2 separate regions of the Sus scrofa genome follow, and region 2 is linked to region 1. The links are chromatin contacts, called in public HiChIP or PLAC-seq maps. All regions are on one chromosome and are shown on one strand. Each heading gives the region's core, a stretch centred on a gene start, on an enhancer-like site or on the middle of the called end of the contact. The rest is flanking DNA. Distances are from core to core; before and after follow the strand shown. Region 1 holds the start of NSD1 (histone-lysine N-methyltransferase, H3 lysine-36 and H4 lysine-20 specific). Region 2 holds the start of TSPAN17 (tetraspanin-17).

The links. HiChIP or PLAC-seq counts read pairs in DNA pulled down with a chosen protein or histone mark.
Region 2: a contact with region 1 is called in an H3K27ac HiChIP or PLAC-seq map of alveolar macrophages. The contact joins the promoter of TSPAN17 here to the promoter of NSD1 in region 1. A contact is called at or near these places in 2 of 2 datasets of contacts at active chromatin or transcription factors (alveolar macrophages and skeletal muscle).

The regions. Positions count from the first base shown.
Region 1 is chr2:80,807,556-80,810,255 of Sscrofa11.1, forward strand. NSD1 (histone-lysine N-methyltransferase, H3 lysine-36 and H4 lysine-20 specific) reads right to left here and starts at 1,442. Exons shown (of 23, transcript XM_003123667.6): 1 at 1,219-1,442; 2 at 1-88. The coding sequence starts at 71.
Region 2 is chr2:81,275,168-81,277,867 of Sscrofa11.1, forward strand. It overlaps TSPAN17 (tetraspanin-17), which reads right to left and starts at 1,445. Exons shown (of 9, transcript XM_021084419.1): 1 at 1,191-1,445. The coding sequence starts at 1,277. It overlaps EIF4E1B (eukaryotic translation initiation factor 4E type 1B), which reads right to left. Exons shown (of 7, transcript XM_021084422.1): 7 at 1,919-2,037. The coding sequence ends at 1,995.

The DNA of each region.
Region 1 (2,700 bases), core at 192-2,691:
GCATCTAAATTCACTGGATTGGAAAAGGGCAGCAGACAATTTCTTCTAGATAGTTCACAGGTCTGATCCATCCTGGGCCAGCATCAACCTGGAATCCAAAAACACGGCAATTAATCTGAGTTTACAAGCCATTGACTCTTATCTTCAAAATGGCAGCCACTTCTCAAGGCCTAGTGGCCTCGATGCCATTCTTGCTGCACTTCATGGGCGGAAAAAGTTCCCCAGCTGACGATGGAAAAATGGCTTCGGGTGAGCCTCCGCAAACTCCATCTTCCCGGAGCTGGGGAGATCTTGCCACATGGAAACAGCCCGTCCCTTTTCCCTGCACTGCAGATTGGTGGACAATTGGGCTGATCTAAAATTAAAATCCCTTTGGCAGTAGAAATTTCCAAATCTCAAAGTAGAATCGTCCTCCCCTCCCCCGTTGGGGGTCCAACGGCAGGATCTCCCGAAGGGAGGGGGGCTGTAGGGATCGAGTGGGGGCTCCCGGAGGCTACACAAAAAGGTTATTACCCCCCCATCCTTCCTGACTCGCTCGGGCGCAGCGGTCACAATAGCGCTGCACCCTGCGCCCCAGCCGGCGCCGGAGCCTTTGCAGCGGCCGTGCTGAGGCCGTAGGCAAGTCGGCCGAAGCGGGTGCACAACGAAGCTCGCCTTCCTAACGGCAGGCCTGCTCGGTGCACGGCTGCAGGGCCCAGAGGTCGGAACGCGGCAGGGGGAGAAACGGAGGCAGCGGGTGAAGCCGAGTCAGGGCAGCAGCAGCTGCTACAGCTTGACAAACATGGCTGCTGCCGACGCCGCCGCCGCCTGCCCGGGCCGCGCTCCTTCCCGCAGGGCCGGCAGCACCTCCTGGCCGAGCCGATCGCACTCATCAATATTCAGCAGCAAGCAAAGTTTGCTGCAGGAGAGCAGCCGGCCCCGTGCCCCCAAGCCGGCTACCTGAGGGGAGGCGCAGGCCGAGGTGCGCGCGGGAGGCCGGTGGGGCACAGGCCGCGCGGGGAGGAAGTTCGCGGCGGCCCGGCCGGCTAGGCCTGAGCCCCGCTGGTAGTGATGGAGGGGGAGGGGGCCTGCGGCCGCAATGCCGCCGGCCACCAACCCTGAGCCGCACCCGGCCCTCCCCCGCGCCCCTCACCTCACGGCCACCACCATCTTCCCCGCCCGGCCGCCTCCTCCCTCCTGCTCGCGCCTGCCCGCCACCCACCCCAGCGCACTAGTTACCGTGCCCCGCGCCCCCTCCCGGGCCGGCTGGGGGGAGGGGGTGACCCTCATTACACTGGGGCGCAAGCGGAGCGGTGGGGAGAGCGCGGAGCCGCTCGCCGCACCCCCCTCCCCCCCGCGTCTCTCTTCAGGGTAGAAAGCAGCTAGCGCGACCTGCCCCGGCCTATTCCGCCGCCGCCTCCTCCTCCTCACACCCCCACCGCGCGCGCCCCCGCGGCGGCGCGTGCGACCGAGCGCCTCGCGCCGGCCCGCGTGCGGCTGGGGCCCCGAGTGCGCGCGCACCCCTTCCCCCACGGCGCGCGCTCCCTCGCCTCACTCTTCGGGGTTCAGGGCGGGTGAAGTCGGGCTCGCGAGCGCGTCGCCCAATCAGCGGAGCCGCCGCTGCCGCCCCCTCCCCTCCCCTGCGCGCCCGCTTGCGGCCCGGGCCTACGGGCCGGCCCGGCTGTCCGGGCGGGGCCTGAGGCGGGTTCCCCAGAGGCCTCGCGCGCCTCCCCAGAGTGTCCGGGCCTGCGGGCGTCGTGGGTGGCACTCCAGTGCCCTCACCTACCTCGGGGCGCTGCGCGGGCCCCGGGCTGCATACAACTCTAGCACCCTACCGGTCTCGAGCCCAGCCCCGGCGGCACCTGGCCGGGCTGGGGCCTGTCTGACCGCCCCGCCAGACCCGCTCGGGCCCGCGTCAGTCCCGGCCTCCATCTTAGGTTACAGCCCGGGTTCCCCATCCACTGGGCACCTGCCCTCAGCCCGCTCGGCTCGGCCCGAGGCCAAAGCAACCCCCCCTCCTGCCGCAGGGCTCACCTGGGGGGTTGGGATGGGGTCTTCGAGGCCTCAAACCCCGAACAGGCGCGGCCGCAGGTGAACCCCCTGCCCGGCCGCACCCCAAGCCCACACCACCACCACCACAGACCAAGCTGAGCAGGAAACAAAATGGAGGCAGTAGCTCGGGTCTGCCTCCCCGAGCCAAGCCTGTACAGCCCCAGGGCTCCCTCCTGCCGCAGGCCCGACGCCCGCGAGGCAGGGGGCTGGCTCGTCTGGGGCTCCAAAGGCAGCCGCCCTAGAGCTGCGCAGACAGGCCGGGGACTCGGCCCTGCGGTCCCCACGGCCCCTCACCCACCACTCCTTCCCTTCCCCCTCCTCCCCATTCCTCTCCCTCCCCCTGCCCGGCCGTGCGGGGTGAGCGGCTCCCGGGAGCCGGGTCGGGTCGGGTTACCCGCCCGGGCACTGCCCGCCCGGCCGTGGCCTCGGCGGGGGAATGAGGCCGGGCGACCCCCGCGCTGAGCCCACCCCCCCGCACCCGAGCCGGGCAGCAGCCTGACAGCTCTCCCGCACCTCGGCCTGCCGCCGTACGGCCCCCTCCCAGTGAGGCCAAGTCCCCAGCCTGGGCACCGCCAGCACGAAGCTCCCTCACCACCCCGGGGCCCAGGGGTCCTCGCTGCCTCGGGCGGGGCAAGGGGAGCGCTGGGGGAGGGGTCCACTAATCCCTGC
Region 2 (2,700 bases), core at 195-2,694, 470 kb after region 1:
GGTTAAGTGACTTAACCTCTCTGTGCCTGTTCCCTTGCCTGTAAAATGTAGATCATAATAAAGTAGCTGCAAGAATACAGTAAGTTATAATTCACTTAATCTGCTTGATAGCCCTGAGGGACAGACTTCATTTTTCACCCACCCGCTGGCCGGGAAGCTGAGGCCCAGAGAGAAGTAACTTGCTCACAGTGTCACAGCTAGGCCTGCTGCACCCAGAGTCCCAGACTGCCCCCTCCAGTGCTCTTTGCACATGGCCCCCACCCTTGAGATCTAGGCACTGCTGAGGCCAAGGGACAACCACACTTCATGAGTGGCATGTGGGTAGAGGGTAGTGCCACTGAGTCCTGCTGAACTAAAATGAATGGGCCTGGCATTCTGACCCAAGGCAACAGAAGCAGAGACTGCAGAGGCAGCAAGTAGCCTTGGAGAGATGGGATGGGGGAGGGAAAAGGGAAAGATGACTTGGCAGGGCCCAGGGGCACAGATGCCACCCTGGGAGGGGCACCAGCAGCTCCCTTCTCCAGACAGGGGCAGCCTGGCTCCAAAGCCTAGGTTTGGTCAGCAGTGGAATGTTGAAATCTGTTCCCCAGGGCTGGCTCTCCTGGCTTCTCATCAGGGGATATCCCACTGGCCCTGGCTGAGAACTAGGGCGATTGGCCCTCCCTGACCACAAGCCTCTTAGTTGGGGGACGGGAGGAGGTTTTGACCTAGCCCTCTTTGTAGGAGCTTAAGGCAAAGCAGCAGGCCCAGGTGCTGGAAAGGTAAAGTGGCAGGGGAGTGGATCCAACCATGGAGGCTCTCCTCCCTATGAGCAAAACCAGGGGTGGGGCCCTGTGCACCCCCCACATCCCAGAGTAGCAAGGGGGCTGGTAGGGATAGGAGGCCACCTGCACCAAGCGTGGCCGTGGGGGTCCTCAAGGACCCTGTCTCTGTCAGGTCTTAGGAAGACCCCGGAAGACTACCCCTCCCCGCCCAGTACCGCAGTGGCTGAGACCCGCCCCCTGCAATCCAGGCCTCAACGCAGTTCCTTCGGGTGGTCCTGGGGGTGGGTGTGGAGGTGGGAGTGGGAGGAAAGAGTGGGGAGACGGTCCCAAGTCCTTGTGGCAGAGCGCGGTCTCCCCCTAGTAAGGGCCTGAGCCCCCTTCTCCTGGCATCCCCAGCACAGGGCCCAGAACCCACCCAGCGCTCACCCAGAAGACGATGTTGAAGCCAAACAGGAAGTATTTCCCGCAGCAGCCGACCTCGGGTTCCTGGAAGTGCTGGTGCTTGCCGGGCATGGTGAGAGGCCGCCCGCCGGCCCGGGAACCGGAGCCGGGGGCTAGGCCCAGCCCTCCGCGGGCCGCCCTGGGCTAGAGCCGCCCGGGGCCTAGCCCGGCGGCTGCGGCTTCATGGCCTCTGCCGCACAGAGCGCCGGTCGGGCCCCGCCCTCCCAGCAGGGACCGCCCCTCAGGGACCGCCCCCGGCACCCGGACCGCCCCTCACTAGGTTCCCCCCAGAGCCCTGACTCTAGGCCTGCCTCCGCCTCCGCCCCCAGCCCTACTCTGCCACCCTCCACTTGGAGCCCCGCCCCTGGACCTCTCTCCAGGCCCGCTCCTGTAAGGCACCACCCCAGGCCCAGACCCTCCCCCACGACTCAGACCCCTCGGAGCTCCGCCTCTAGGCCTGACTCCGCCCCTTTGGCCGGCCGCTGCTGCGGACTCCCGCTTCAGACCCACCTGAGACACCTGCTGAGGGCGCCGCAAGCCGCAAGCTGGAAAGAGCCTCAATTCCTCCCACCTCAGTTCCTCCCATATCGCAGAGTTCGGTACCAGGGCCACCCCAATCCCCGGCTTTGCTGTCAATGCCCAACCCTGGAGAGGAGTAACCACTGCTCTCCTGAGCGAGTGGAGGATGGTAAAGGATGGCTATGTTGACGGTGTTTTTAGCACACATGCAGGATGTTTTATTACAGTGGAGTCGAATCACAAGCGCTTCTCATTGGACGAAATTCAGTTCTACTTCTTCTGGTTCAAACTCAGAAGTGATGACACCTGGGTCCTGTGAAGACTACACCTGTTGTTCCCCGCTGCTTCGGTTTTGCCAAGGGCATACACTGCATCTCCTGGGTCAAACCCCTTTGGTGGTTGACACCCACCCCCATTCCGCGTCTAACCCCTCTCCTCTGTACCAGCTTAGGCCCTACTCAGGCTGCTTGGTACCCAAGTTTTTCACAGGAGCCCTCTCAAGGCAGGACTGGAACAGATCAAGGTTTGGGGAAATCTTAATTTCAGAGCCCTCAAAATAATTTATTTTGTTTAAAAGTATTTATTTAGAATAGGTACAGAAAGGGGCTTAAGCTCCATCACCTTTCAGTTAATCCATGTCTAGTAGAAGGCCTGACCACCACGGCCTCCTCTCCTGGGTCAGGCCTTCATCCACCCCCACCCCCCATAAACTAGGAACCCATACTCAGCTGGCTGCTGGAAGGTGTGGGACACAGGGTGGGCTCCAAGGCTGCAAATCTCATGGAAGCAACCATGAAAGTTTTGAAAAAGCAGAATGATCACTCAAGAGACTCCCGTCCCTGAGCACTAGCTCTCAGGGTGTCAGTGAGCTCCCTCCCCCAAAATGGAAGAGTCTGGCCCTCAGGCCACCTGGCCTGCTTCCCCCAGGTAGGGGCACCAAGGAAGCTCTGGATCCTAGGATTTGCTCCTGTTATCT